2 separate regions of the Zea mays genome follow, and region 2 is linked to region 1. A link is a contact called in public Hi-C data. All regions are on one chromosome and are shown on one strand. Each heading gives the region's core, a stretch centred on a gene start, on an enhancer-like site or on the middle of the called end of the contact. The rest is flanking DNA. Distances are from core to core; before and after follow the strand shown.

Region 1 (5,867 bases), core at 133-2,632:
GTTGTAAGCACAATACACCTCCCCGAGGGGGCGAACCACTCTCGGTAGAGAGATTATGTAACACCTCAAAATCTTATTGTGGTGATTAGAAAATTTCTATGAAATATTTGGATTAAAAATGGTTTTTCCTTGAAACTATTTTTCTAAAGCCAAATAGATGGGAAAAATAAAATATTAGTTATGTGTTTAAATCATTTTAAACATAAGTTATATGATGAAGTAGTTTACATGAATTATTCTTTTTAGGAATTGTATGGGAGATTAGGTGGTTTCAAAAATAGAAAAGTTATTTGAATTTTAGGAAGCATGAACTATGCATTCGAAATTAAACAATTAATTAAAGGAATAAAATGAACCTAGCATTGAATGCTGGTAAATTTCTATGTTTGTTCATTTTAAATAAATTTTGAAATTCAAAGACCTGATTTGAATTGGGATTCAAACTTAAATTAAAGAAGTTAAAATAGAAAGGAAAAGGAATAGAAGAGATAAAGGAAAAGAGAAACTCGCTGTTGGGCCGAAACTCGCCCACGCGGCCCATTCCTATCCCCCACTGCACGGCCCAGCCAGCCCCGCTTCCAACGACCGCAAAGCCCGTATCTACATTCTGCGTTCGTCCCTGACAACGTGGGCCCGGTCCGCCAGCCTAATACGCCACCTGGACTCCTCTGTTGGTCGTTGCGGAGTGGGTCCCGTTTGCCAGGTTCGTCTCCACCAAACTGATGGACGTTGCACCTCAACAGACCACCGAGATCCCCGACCGCAGCCAGAAAACTATCTAGCCGAGGTCCTATAAATACCCGAGTGCTCGCCTTCGTGTATCCCAAACACAGAGAGAGACCCACCGGTGGTGCGGAGAACGAAAGAGCAGAAAGATGGAGAAGCCGCAGTCGCCGTCGCGCCTAGGTTTCATCCACGTCGTGCCTCTACTCGCAGTGGATGGCTAGGGAGATTCGCTGAGGCATGATGAAGGAAGATGTGACAGCGAAGTAGGGGGGAGGCCCCTCAGTGGCGCCCAAATTCCTCGTCGAACGACAACAGACGACGTGGATCCACCATGCACCGTGGCCGAAGATTTCTGCTGCGCCACCGTCGGTAAGACCTCTTCCCACGTGCTCGTCATCAACTCCGCATCACGTAGAAGCTTTCGGATTAGGAAGTAATGCCCTGGGTCACTGGATCGTTGATCTCCGGCGTGATCACCGCATCGGCACGGTGGCGCCGCCGTGCGCGGACAGCCGGAGGGGGGAATAGTGCTTACCGTTGATCGATGGGGGAACGACTAGGATTAGATTCTTCTGTTACTGGTTGGGGTATGGAATCTGCACCGTCTGATCGGGAGAGAGCGGGTGAGATTATAGGAAGTGTGCCGCTTCGACCACATTCGTTTTGAGCCGTCGATGGCGTGATAAGCGATCATGAGTGAGATCAAGACACGAGGGGTGGTGCTGACCGTCGACATTTGATCAAACGACTACTATTTGGTACCGGTTCGGTTATGAGCTTGATCTAATCTAGGCCATTGAAAGCAGACCCGACGGCTCTGGATGGCTCGTACCCCTTCGGTCGCAAACAAATGCAAAAGAACCGATGTCGTTTTACCAAATAAACCCGTCATCCCGTGCCATTATAAGATCATTACAGATTGACCCAAACATTTATAGATCAGTCCTTGACCTTTGGGAAATTAATGTCGCCACCCATTTTTCAGTTAACAACAATAATAAAATCTAGAAATTGGTTTCTATGCGTAAAACTAATTCCAAAAATCATAGAAAATCTATAAATGATTTATTCTACAATTTGACCCGTGCAAGTTGCGTTAGTTTTATAATAAAGTTACCCACAGAGTGACAATATTATTCGATCATGTCCCATAACTTTTATAAATAGGTATTTTGTTTAACCTATGTTAGTAGATTAACTTTTCTGGTCAAAGTTAAATTGTTTATAATAATAAGTTGGCTAACATATGATTTCTAATTAAGTTATAACTTGGATTAGGATTAAGTTAGATATTTTCATTAGAATATCATTTTTGTATGATTTATAATAATCAACATAGAACATAGTTTTCCTATTTAATCACATAAATCTTTCGAAAGTCATATCTTTATGATCGTGACTCCGATTTTAGTGATTCTCAAACACACGACCTCGCAACAGCGCGTAGAATATTCTTATGCTATTTGTTCTCTTGTTTGATGTACTGTTATTTTTATGTACTCCTTGTCTATTTGTATGTATTGCTACGAATAGCGGTGAGGTCACGAGAATCTGAAGACCAACTTGGTACCTGAGGATCTCGAATCTAAGGCAAGTTGTGCCCTTAATCACTTTTCTCTACCTAATAATGTTCCTATAAATCAATGTGATATGCTCAGGTTAATTTGATGGGACCTAATAGGTTTCCCTAGCATTGTTATTCTCCACCTTGCAAACATATGAACTATTGGGTAGATTTGCTATTGCTCTACCTAGTTTTGGGAAGTTAATGTTTTATTATGGTCATGTTCAAATTATGTTGTTGTTTTAATTACTGTTCATGATAAGATCATCATGTTAATTGGAACATGGAGAACCACCCGAAAAAATAGTGCTACCACAAGGGTGGTATGGGACGCCCTTGGCTGACTAATTAGGAAAGCTAGTGGAAGACTACCTTACCCGAAAGGGGCAAGGGCGGTAGAGGAGCTACATATAGGGAGGTTCTCGGGTCAATCATGCTGCGATGGCTTTTCGGACGAGGGATTCCTATATTGCCCTTCTCAGAAACCGTAGCGAGTTTTCTGAAGCTAGTGGAACTTTGTAAAGGCCTCGTAGTGGTACCCTGCCTCGTCTCCTCGGCAGAGATGAATGGGAAGTCGCGATCCATTGGCAAATGGGTAACATGACTTGTGGGTAAAGATGCGCAACCTCTGTTGAGTGTAAAACTGGTATGTCAGTCGTGCTCACGGTCATGAGCAGCTCGGACATTCACATGATTAATTTATGGAATTAAACTTTTGTCATTTGCATTGCATTGTGGGTGTTGTTATTAATTTGATCTCTAACTTATTTGGATTGGTATCTACTTATACTTAGTAACTGCTAATAAAATTTTGACCAACTTTAAAAGCAATGCTCATCTTTAACCATCTCCTTTGGTAAGCCTTACACTTCATATGAGCTCCCACCTTTGGTGAGTTCATGCACATTATTTCTCCACAACTTGTTGAGCGATGAACGTATGTGAGCTCACCCTTGATGTACTCATATCCCGTCAGGTCAAGAACAGGTACCACAAGATGAGACGCATGAAGGATGTCGTGATGAGTTTGTGAGTGGTCTAGGGCATCGTCTCACAGTCAACTTTGGGTTGCTGGATCGTTGTCTTCATATGATGTAACTATTTAACTATTTTATACAGAACTTCATTATATATTAAAGTTGTGACATTCGTTTCTATACCATGAGCCATCATATGTGTGAGACTTGATCCCAGCACAATTGGTGAAGTTCACGCCCGGGTTTTGGACACCTAAAATCCGGGTGTGACAGATTACTGCACCTCGGGCCCCATTGATGACACGTAGGTTAGGAAAACTACACCTCAGGTTCCTCTAATTAATTGGCTAAGGGTGTCCCATACCACCCGCATGGCTGCACTATTTTTTTGGGTGGTCATCTAATGAATCGGTCCTTATGGAGAAGCACTCAAGGCATAGCCCGAGTCTCCTTTAGTGTCACAAGTTCATAATCACATCCAAAATATAAGCATCGTTTCAAAATTAGTCTCATCATGTTCATTAATTAAGTTCAAGCACTAGCATAAAGCTAATCATCATAGCCCAACCCAATAGGTGTCACACCTAGATTTAAGGGCAAACCCGGGTGCGTCTCATATGTGCGCCAAGTAATCCACCCATACAATGACTAAGAGTATAGAGATGAATGTCATAAACAATGAAAATGTCTTACAAAATAACTAATAATGAATAAATTGAACTAAGACAATTATTTCCTCGGTGCCAACAATTGACTAGGAGACGACACCTAGATCTCAACAAACTCATCATAGTAGTCCTCCTCCGGCGGTACCTGCTCTTCACCTCTGGGGGTTATAGCAATAGTGAGATCACAGACGTTCATTGCTCATCAAGTGTGGGGAATGATCTGCATGAGCTCACTTATGGTGGGAGCTCATGTTTAGTGTAAGGCTTATCAACAAATAATGGTTAAGAATGAGCATTGCTTTTAATAAGTTGGTCAAAATTTTATTAGTAGTTACTAAGTATAAGTGTATACCAGCCCAATTAAATAATAGCACAACTAATAATAAATCCAATAGTGCAATGCAAATGAAAGATTAAGTTTAATTCCATAAGTTACTCATGTGAGGGTCCAAGCCGCTCATGACCGTGAGCACGACTGATATACCAACTTTACACTCTGCATGGGTTGCACATCTTTACCCACAAGCCATTATACCCATCTGCCATGGGGTCATGAATCCTATACACCTCTACTAAGGAGGTGAGGCAGGGTAGCACTACGAGGCCTTTCCAAAGTTCCACTAGCAAGAGAGAACCCACTACGGATTTAGACAAGAGGGGGTGATATAGGAATCCCTCGCCAAAAAACTATCATAGATAGATCGACCCGAGATCCTCCCTATACCGACAGCTCCCCACACCCCGCTTGCTGAAAGTCGCCTAGAGGGGGGGGGGTGAATAGGGCGAAACTGAAATTTACAAATATAAACACAACTACAAGCCGGGTTAACGTTAGAAATATAAACGAGTCCGCGAGAGAGGGCACAAAACAAATCACAAGCGAATAAGTAAGTGAGACACGCGGATTTGTTTTACCGAGGTTCGGTTCTCGCAAACCTACTCCCCGTTGAGGAGGCCACAAAGGCCGGGTCTCTTTCAACCCTTCCCTCTCTCAAACGGTCCCTCGGACCGAGTGAGCTTTCTCTTCTTAATCACTTGGAACACAAAGTTCCCACAAGGACCACCACAAGTTTGGTGTCTCTTGCCTCAATTACAAGTGAATTTGATCGCAATGAAAGAATCAAGAAAGCACGATTTGAAAAAGCCAAGCGACAAGAGCGACAAATAACACACGGATCACTTTCTCTCTCAAGCCACTAATCACTAATGATCTCTTTTCTCAATTGTGAAACTTGGAGAGATGGAGGTTTTGAATGTGTCTTGGAATGGATTGCTAGCTCTTGTATTGAATGTTGAAGGTTGGAATGCTTGGATGGATTGAATGGAGGTGGTTGGGGTTGTATTTATAGCCACCAACCATTTCCTAGCCGTTGGGCCATTCTGCTGAGCGCGGACGGTCCGCCCTCCTGGTGCGGACGGTCCGCCCCTGTAGATCAACGGCTGAAAATGCAACGGTCAGCAGTAACGGCTATATCAACGGCTATATTGCATTTAATGCGTCGTCAGATGTCAGACAGAGCCAGTCGCGGACGGTCCGCCCACCTGGTCCGGACGGTCCGCGAGGCCGCTATAATTCATTTCTCCAAACCCGTTACCTTCGGGTTTTTCGGTTTCTCACCTACCGGACGGTCCGCGCCAGAGGCCGGACGGTCCGCACAAGGGCTCGGACGGTCTTTGCTTTTCCTCCGGACAGTCCATAGCACAGACTTGGATTTTTGCATTGGTTCTGGCCGAGTGACATCCTCGTGTCGCGGACGGTCCGCCGCAAGGGCCCGGACGGTCCGCGCTTGGCCTGTTTTTCCAAAAAGCTTCTCCTGTCCGGAATAATCTACGGTATTCCGGACAGTCGAATTAGTATAGTTGTAGATGAACCTTTGGCACCTGTAGAACATGTAATCTAGAGCAAACTAGTTAGTCCAATTTATTTGTGTT
Region 2 (6,208 bases), core at 284-2,783, 170 kb after region 1:
TATATATCAATTAAGCTAATTCGATTTTATACAAAATATATTTGTATACTATTATTAGTAAGATGTCAGAGATATTTATGTGCTACATTTTACTATATAGGAGTGAGACGAAGAGTGTCATGTAAGTTACAGAGTAGAAACAAATTCTACTAATGCATAAAATCATTTCTCATCCTCCACCCTATGAATTTGAGATATGCTTATATCTGAACTTTGGAAAGTGGTGGAATGTCAAATTCCAAAATAAATAAGTTACTTTATTGAGTGAATTCTATTTCCTCTAAAATGAAGGGATCTAAACGCCTCGTTAGAGATTTAGAACAATACTTTATACTATCTAAAATTTTGATTTTTTTCTACACTTAATACTAAATAATCGTTAGACATAAAAGGGTGTACAAAATTGAGGGAGCATGACCCACTTTGCCCCCTTTGGATCCGTCTCTGCTCTTACTCTTCCATTATATTCCAACTTATATCATCTAGAAGGGAAACACACATTCCATAATAATCTTCACTAAAACTCTAGTATATTAAAGAACAATGACTTTGAGATTATTTAATAGACCGCGTGTGCCGTTATATCGCTGGTTGGATCCAACCTACCTAATAGGGCTAGAGTGTGTGCCGTCATGTCACCTATCGATAATGGGTTGGACGCAACCTAATGGAGCTAACCGTTGATCCAGGTTGTTGTCTCGTACCGGACCTGTTTTTTATCTGGACATGCTTGTGCACGAGAACCCGCCAATCAATAATGCCCACACTGTGTGCCTGGCCGTGCAGAGGAATGGCGCCAGCTCTCACAATTGCATAGGTGAGACCTTCATAATTTATGCTAAGTTTACTTGATGAAATGCAATTTCTCTAAAACAGTAATGATAACACTACAACGAGAATAATTTTAGGAGTAATAAGATGAACCATGGGTCAGGCTAAAATCGCAGACCTCAGCGCCTTCGACAGTTCGACTGCCAGGTACTAACCAAGGATAATTAGCTGGAGTACTGTGCTATCATTGCATCAGCCTATACATATGCTAGCTGTCAACCACTCAACTGCTTGGGTCCCTTGTTTAAGGCCAAAACTTTATCTTTGCTTTGTCCAGTTGTAGACCTGATCACGCAGTTGAAACAGAGCAACCATGTGTGAATTTTGCGAAATTCTTGTGAAATTCCAAAAAAATTCCTATTTGATGAAAGAAATACTCTACACACCAGATAAGGCAGAGGCGGTGTTAACGCTTTTCCTCAGCTAGAAATTGCGTGGATGCATTCGTTGACCGTGCTCTCCCAAAAACGATGGGCGGCTTTCTACGCGGTCCGGATCCTCGCCGTCCTAACAACTTCCGGCGGCGTGAGTCGTGACCGCGGTGGTGCGAAAGCACCACGAAGGAAAGCGAAGCTGCGAAGAGCGGCCTGTGGCACTGGCAGTGCACGTGTGCCGTGTGTGCTGCGGCGCGGCGCACACGGCAGGCACTGCACAGCCAGCGAGGCAGAAGAAACACAGGGAGCGCCGCGCCCCCACCAGACCTGCCCTGCCACCCACTCCAGCTCGCCGGGCTCGGGCGTTCCGGAAGAAACAAGGCTGGAAAATATATTTTTTAAACAATTCGACCAACCCCAAGTCCAGACCCGCAGCGCCCGCCGGAGGCGGAGGGAACCGAGCCGGCGACCGGCAGACCGCAGAGAAGAGGCCTGGAGCCGACCGCAGAGAAGAGGCCAGGAGCCGACCGCAGGCAGCCGCCACCGCACCAGAACCCGAGGTCTCGAGGCAATCGAGCGCACGCGGGTCGGGGGCTGCGGCCATGTCGGTGAGTTGCGGGCTCGAGTGGGTGGTGTGCCTTGGCTGCACGCGGTGGGCGTGGAAGCGGCTCACCTACATCGGCGCCTACGACAGCGAGACGTGGCCGCCGGCGTCCGCCGACGAGTTCGAGCCCGTCCCGCGCCTCTGCCGCGCCGTGCTCGCGAACTACGACGAGGAGCTCTCCAGCCCCAAGTTCGCGCCGCCGGAGCACGGCTACTTCGATATCGACCCCAAGGGCATCCTCAAGCGGGCTAACTACGACGAGGTCCGCAACGCGTGCCCGCCGTACCTCGTCTACGTCGACGAGGCGCACAAGGAGATCATCCTCGCCGTGCGCGGCCTCAACCTCGTGCGCAACGCCGACTACAAGGTGCCTGCCTTCCGTTCCGTCGTCCAGCTCGCGAGCAATCGGCGATCGGCCGTCCCGTCGTGAGCGGGAGAGGTTTGACGGGTTGTCGCTCGCGTCACGAATTCCTCCGCAGGTGCTCATGGACAACAAGCTCGGGATGCAGATGTTCGACGGCGGCTACGTGCACCACGGCCTGCTCAAGGCCGCCAAGTTCATCCTGGAGCGGGAGACGGAGACGCTGAGGAACCTGCTGCGCCGTTACGGGCCCGAGTACAAGCTCATCCTCACCGGCCACTCGCTCGGCTCCGGCATCGCCGCGCTCATGACCGTGCTGGTGGTCAACAACCGCAAGGAGTTCGACAACATACCCAGGAGCCGAGTCAAGTGCTACGCCCTCGCGCCCGCCAGGTGTATGTCGCTCAACCTCGCCGTCAAGTACGCTGACGTCATCAACTCCGTCGTGCTCCAGGTACGGAGGCGCGTTGGACCTTCTATCTTAAGGTGGTCGCTCCGTGCGGTATTAGGATGTTGCCACGGAGTTCTCCGGATGTTGATTTTTCTGCCTTGATGAACAATTGCTCTGTTGGGATGGTTTTTTGGCGAGGGGAGGGGGAAAGGGGATCAATTGGATCAAATGTGCTTTGCTTGTTGCCTCATTGAGAATGTCTTTCAAAGCTGAATTAGTTTGATTAGACGGAACGGCAGGAATCGTTTAGTTTTCACGCGCTAAAGAAAGGTTGTCTAGAGGAGGTTTAAGTCATATCTGTCCATCATGGAATGCAATGTTCAATTTGAGGAGCAGCCTGTACCGATAAATGGACCCTGCTTTCTCATTGCCCCACAACGTGATGAATTTGTTTCATGCAGCAAGTTGAGTTGATAGAGAATAGAGACCATGGTTTAGATTTTTGAAGAAACATAGATAGCGTGCTTGAATATATTATATATATTCTATTTGTGTGTGCTGCAAGTCTGCAACTACCAATGTTGGTTGTTGTTCTGTTGCTGTCTTGCTTATTCTGAATAAATGAACCTTTATGAACTCAGCCAATCCTGTATTGTCAATTTAATTGTTATCTCTGGTAGTAATGAAATCTTAGTCTCATCTGAAGTCTTTGCCTTTATGGTCTCTCTTCCAGGACGACTTTTTGCCAAGAACACCGACTCCGCTAGAGTACATTTTTGGTTCTATCTTCTGGTAACTAGATCATGTTCACTGTCTCCAGATTCTTATTTGTTCAGGAAAAAGAACAACTGCATGTATGATCGAGTTTTTCACCATGCCTTTATGCTTTGGAGTTTGGACAGCTTGCCCTGCATGCTATTTCTCATCTGCTTGAGAGATACATTTAAACAAGACAAGAGAAAATTTAAAGATCCAAGAAGACTGTATGCACCTGGGCGAATGTATCATATCGTTGAGAGGAAATTTTGCAGGTAATGTATCATGTCATTGCAAATAGCATCTTCCCCTGCTTGCGAATTGCTCTTTTCTTTTTTTATGTCATAAATAATATAAACAAAAACCTACTCTTCTAGTATATGGGAGCTCCTGCCTATGGATTATAATCCATACTACAGTCTTTTCATGATTTAAAGCAAAGATTTTTAGTCCTTGTATTTTTTCTAGCAGAAAGCAGCAAAGCTTCAGTCTGCTCATGCATGAGAGTATGGAGGCTCCAATCATGTATTCTTCTATATTGTTTGAACAGATGAAGGCTACCTTCCTCAACTTCCTTACATTTCTTCTGGTCAATTAAAAGATAAAATGAATTACAAATATTAAGAATAAGTTAGAGTTCAGGAGCCTAGTACAGATAGGTTGTTTCGAAATTGGCGAGTTATCTCGAGATTATCGGATAATATATCTTTTTAGGGCCTATTATCATGGAATGTGATCCATGCCAGTACCTAGGTTTGATGTATGTTGGTACAGCATGATGTGCATAATACATTTTTTTTTCGCGAGCGGGTTGAGACCCGTATTTCATTAAGAGGGAAGGAGTTCTATTACAGCATGACCTGCATAATACAATGCTTAAGGTGTTTTATTTAACATTTTTTTTCACTGTTGTACACGAAAGTATGCTATGATATTTTTAATGGATATAGTTCTACTCATCTGCAGATGTGGAAGATTCCCACCTGAGGTTAGAACTGCAATTCCAGTGGAAGGGCGCTTTGAGCATGTTGTGTTATCATGCAGTACCACTTCTGATCATGGCATTTATTGGATTGAACGAGAATCACAAAAGGCTTTAGAGGTATAAACTCATTATACTACATGTCCCAGATTTATTTTTACAATTTAACATGTACTTTCCCTTTCTCTCTGCAAACTGTAGTATCTTGTTGATTACACATTTATCCAATTGCTAAATCTTGGCCATATTATATTTACGGTTGATATACCATTGTACTTACAAGAAATTGTTAGAAAATGATAGGGAAGTTCCCCTACCATATATGTAATATAAATATCCAATATAAGAACGAAATAGCATCACAAGATATGTACCAACTCCTAAATAGCAGATGTTCAACAAGAAATTGTGGAACCATGTTTGTATCACTAACTTATATGATTTTGCCATATGGAAAACCAAGGAAAACTCTGCCAAAACTGTATTTTTCCAAGCATCTACTTGTTTGAGATTTGGCTTTACATTTTATCTTTTTGTTTGCTTCCCCTATTTCTCTTTTGTGCGTATTTTTCTTCCCCTAAAAGCTGTTGTAAAATTAAGAAGTACAATTGTGTCATCTTTCTTTTGTTGTAAATTGTATTTGGAAGATGTCTACCTTTTACCAATATGAATAAACTTGGAAAAAGGCTGAGCTACTTGGGAACAAAGTGTTCAGAAATGTACGTCTTTGTTGCAGCAAACTCAGCAGAGCTTCAACTTCTATATACTGGAACTTGTGGTTGCTTGCAGCATTGGTATGCTAACTTTTGCAGTGAATATTTGTTGTTGATTACAGATTTATGTTTTTTTGCAGCTAATGATAAACAGCAAGAAGGAAACGACTCCACCTTCGCAGCAAAAGATGGAGAGATTGCAAAGTTTTGAGGAGGAACACAAGAATGCTCTCCAGAGAGCAAAGACCCTGGATGTTCCTCATGCTGCGGACCTGTCTGAAGAGGAGATTCAGGAGGAGGATAGCACTGCACCACCCTCTGATACTCATAGCGAAACAACCACGGAAACAAAATCTGGAGGTAGAACGAGTTGGGACGAACTGATGGAGAAGCTTTTCACCAGGGATGAAGATGGGAGACTTGTCGTGAACAAGGACGCGATGGCGAGGGAAATTGTTGTCCTGTAACGAGTGCCGAGACTGCTCTGTCCGTGGTAGTTTATTCTATTAGCGAGCTGTATAAAAGAGTAAGCTGCGGTTGTGATATATTTAAAACTGTATTCAACAGCTTATCTATACCCATATTCATATTCAAAGTACACTCTACAAACAGTGTAATATACATTACACTGTAAAACAGTGTTTTTTTGACCATATGGGTGAACTGGTATATATTGCACCCATATAGTCACCCAAAATACTGTTTTACACCATTTTGCAATGTACATTACACGTTTGTAGAATATAGTTTGAATATGTATATGAGTATGAATAAGTTGTTGGAGATAGTAGGACTAGTTTGGAAAGTGGAAACTTAAATCTCTTCGGGATTCTCGAGGATTAGAGAGAAAATTAATCTCAATCTTCAGAAATTTCGAAGAGGATTTAAGTTTTTAAACTAGTCCTTAGTGTTTAAACTGTCTTTTTTAGATCAAGGTCTATCTGGTAGACAATTACACACTTTAAATAGTACAAAGCCCGTGTTTTATGATGGCACATAGATGTGACGTCACATATTGTTGGGGACTTGTTCTCAAATGCTAGGAGTTAAGAACAAGGCAACATAAAAAATGTTAATCGCTAAAGTCCTTCGTCCTTCGAAGCATTATTTCCCTTAGGATATAATGATTTTCGGACGAAGGTGATGAAGAGCGTATCTTCATAAATTTATTATACAGTGACGAAGGATAAAATGTA

What was found. Hi-C and Micro-C count contacts between places; a contact is called where the count stands out from the background.
Region 2: a Hi-C map of leaf shows a contact between it and region 1, with 5 times the contacts expected there. The contact joins the promoter of LOC100191619 here to the enhancer-like site in region 1. A contact is called at or near these places in 2 of 25 Hi-C or Micro-C datasets (endosperm and leaf).

What each region holds. Positions count from the first base shown.
Region 1 is chr6:129,335,334-129,341,200 of Zm-B73-REFERENCE-NAM-5.0, forward strand. No RefSeq gene overlaps it. Among protein-coding and RNA genes, the nearest start is that of LOC100280336, 80 kb to the right of the region's middle. Within about 2 kb of position 1,383, at least 18 of the 20 cell types and tissues checked have an H3K27ac peak or open chromatin away from gene starts, as enhancers often do. A contact at or near this core is called in leaf, where this site is marked.
Region 2 is chr6:129,501,324-129,507,531 of Zm-B73-REFERENCE-NAM-5.0, forward strand. LOC100191619 reads left to right here and starts at 1,534. Exons shown (of 6, transcript NM_001137048.2): 1 at 1,534-2,176; 2 at 2,289-2,624; 3 at 3,295-3,353; 4 at 3,464-3,592; 5 at 4,284-4,419; 6 at 5,153-6,004. The coding sequence starts at 1,808. The coding sequence ends at 5,479.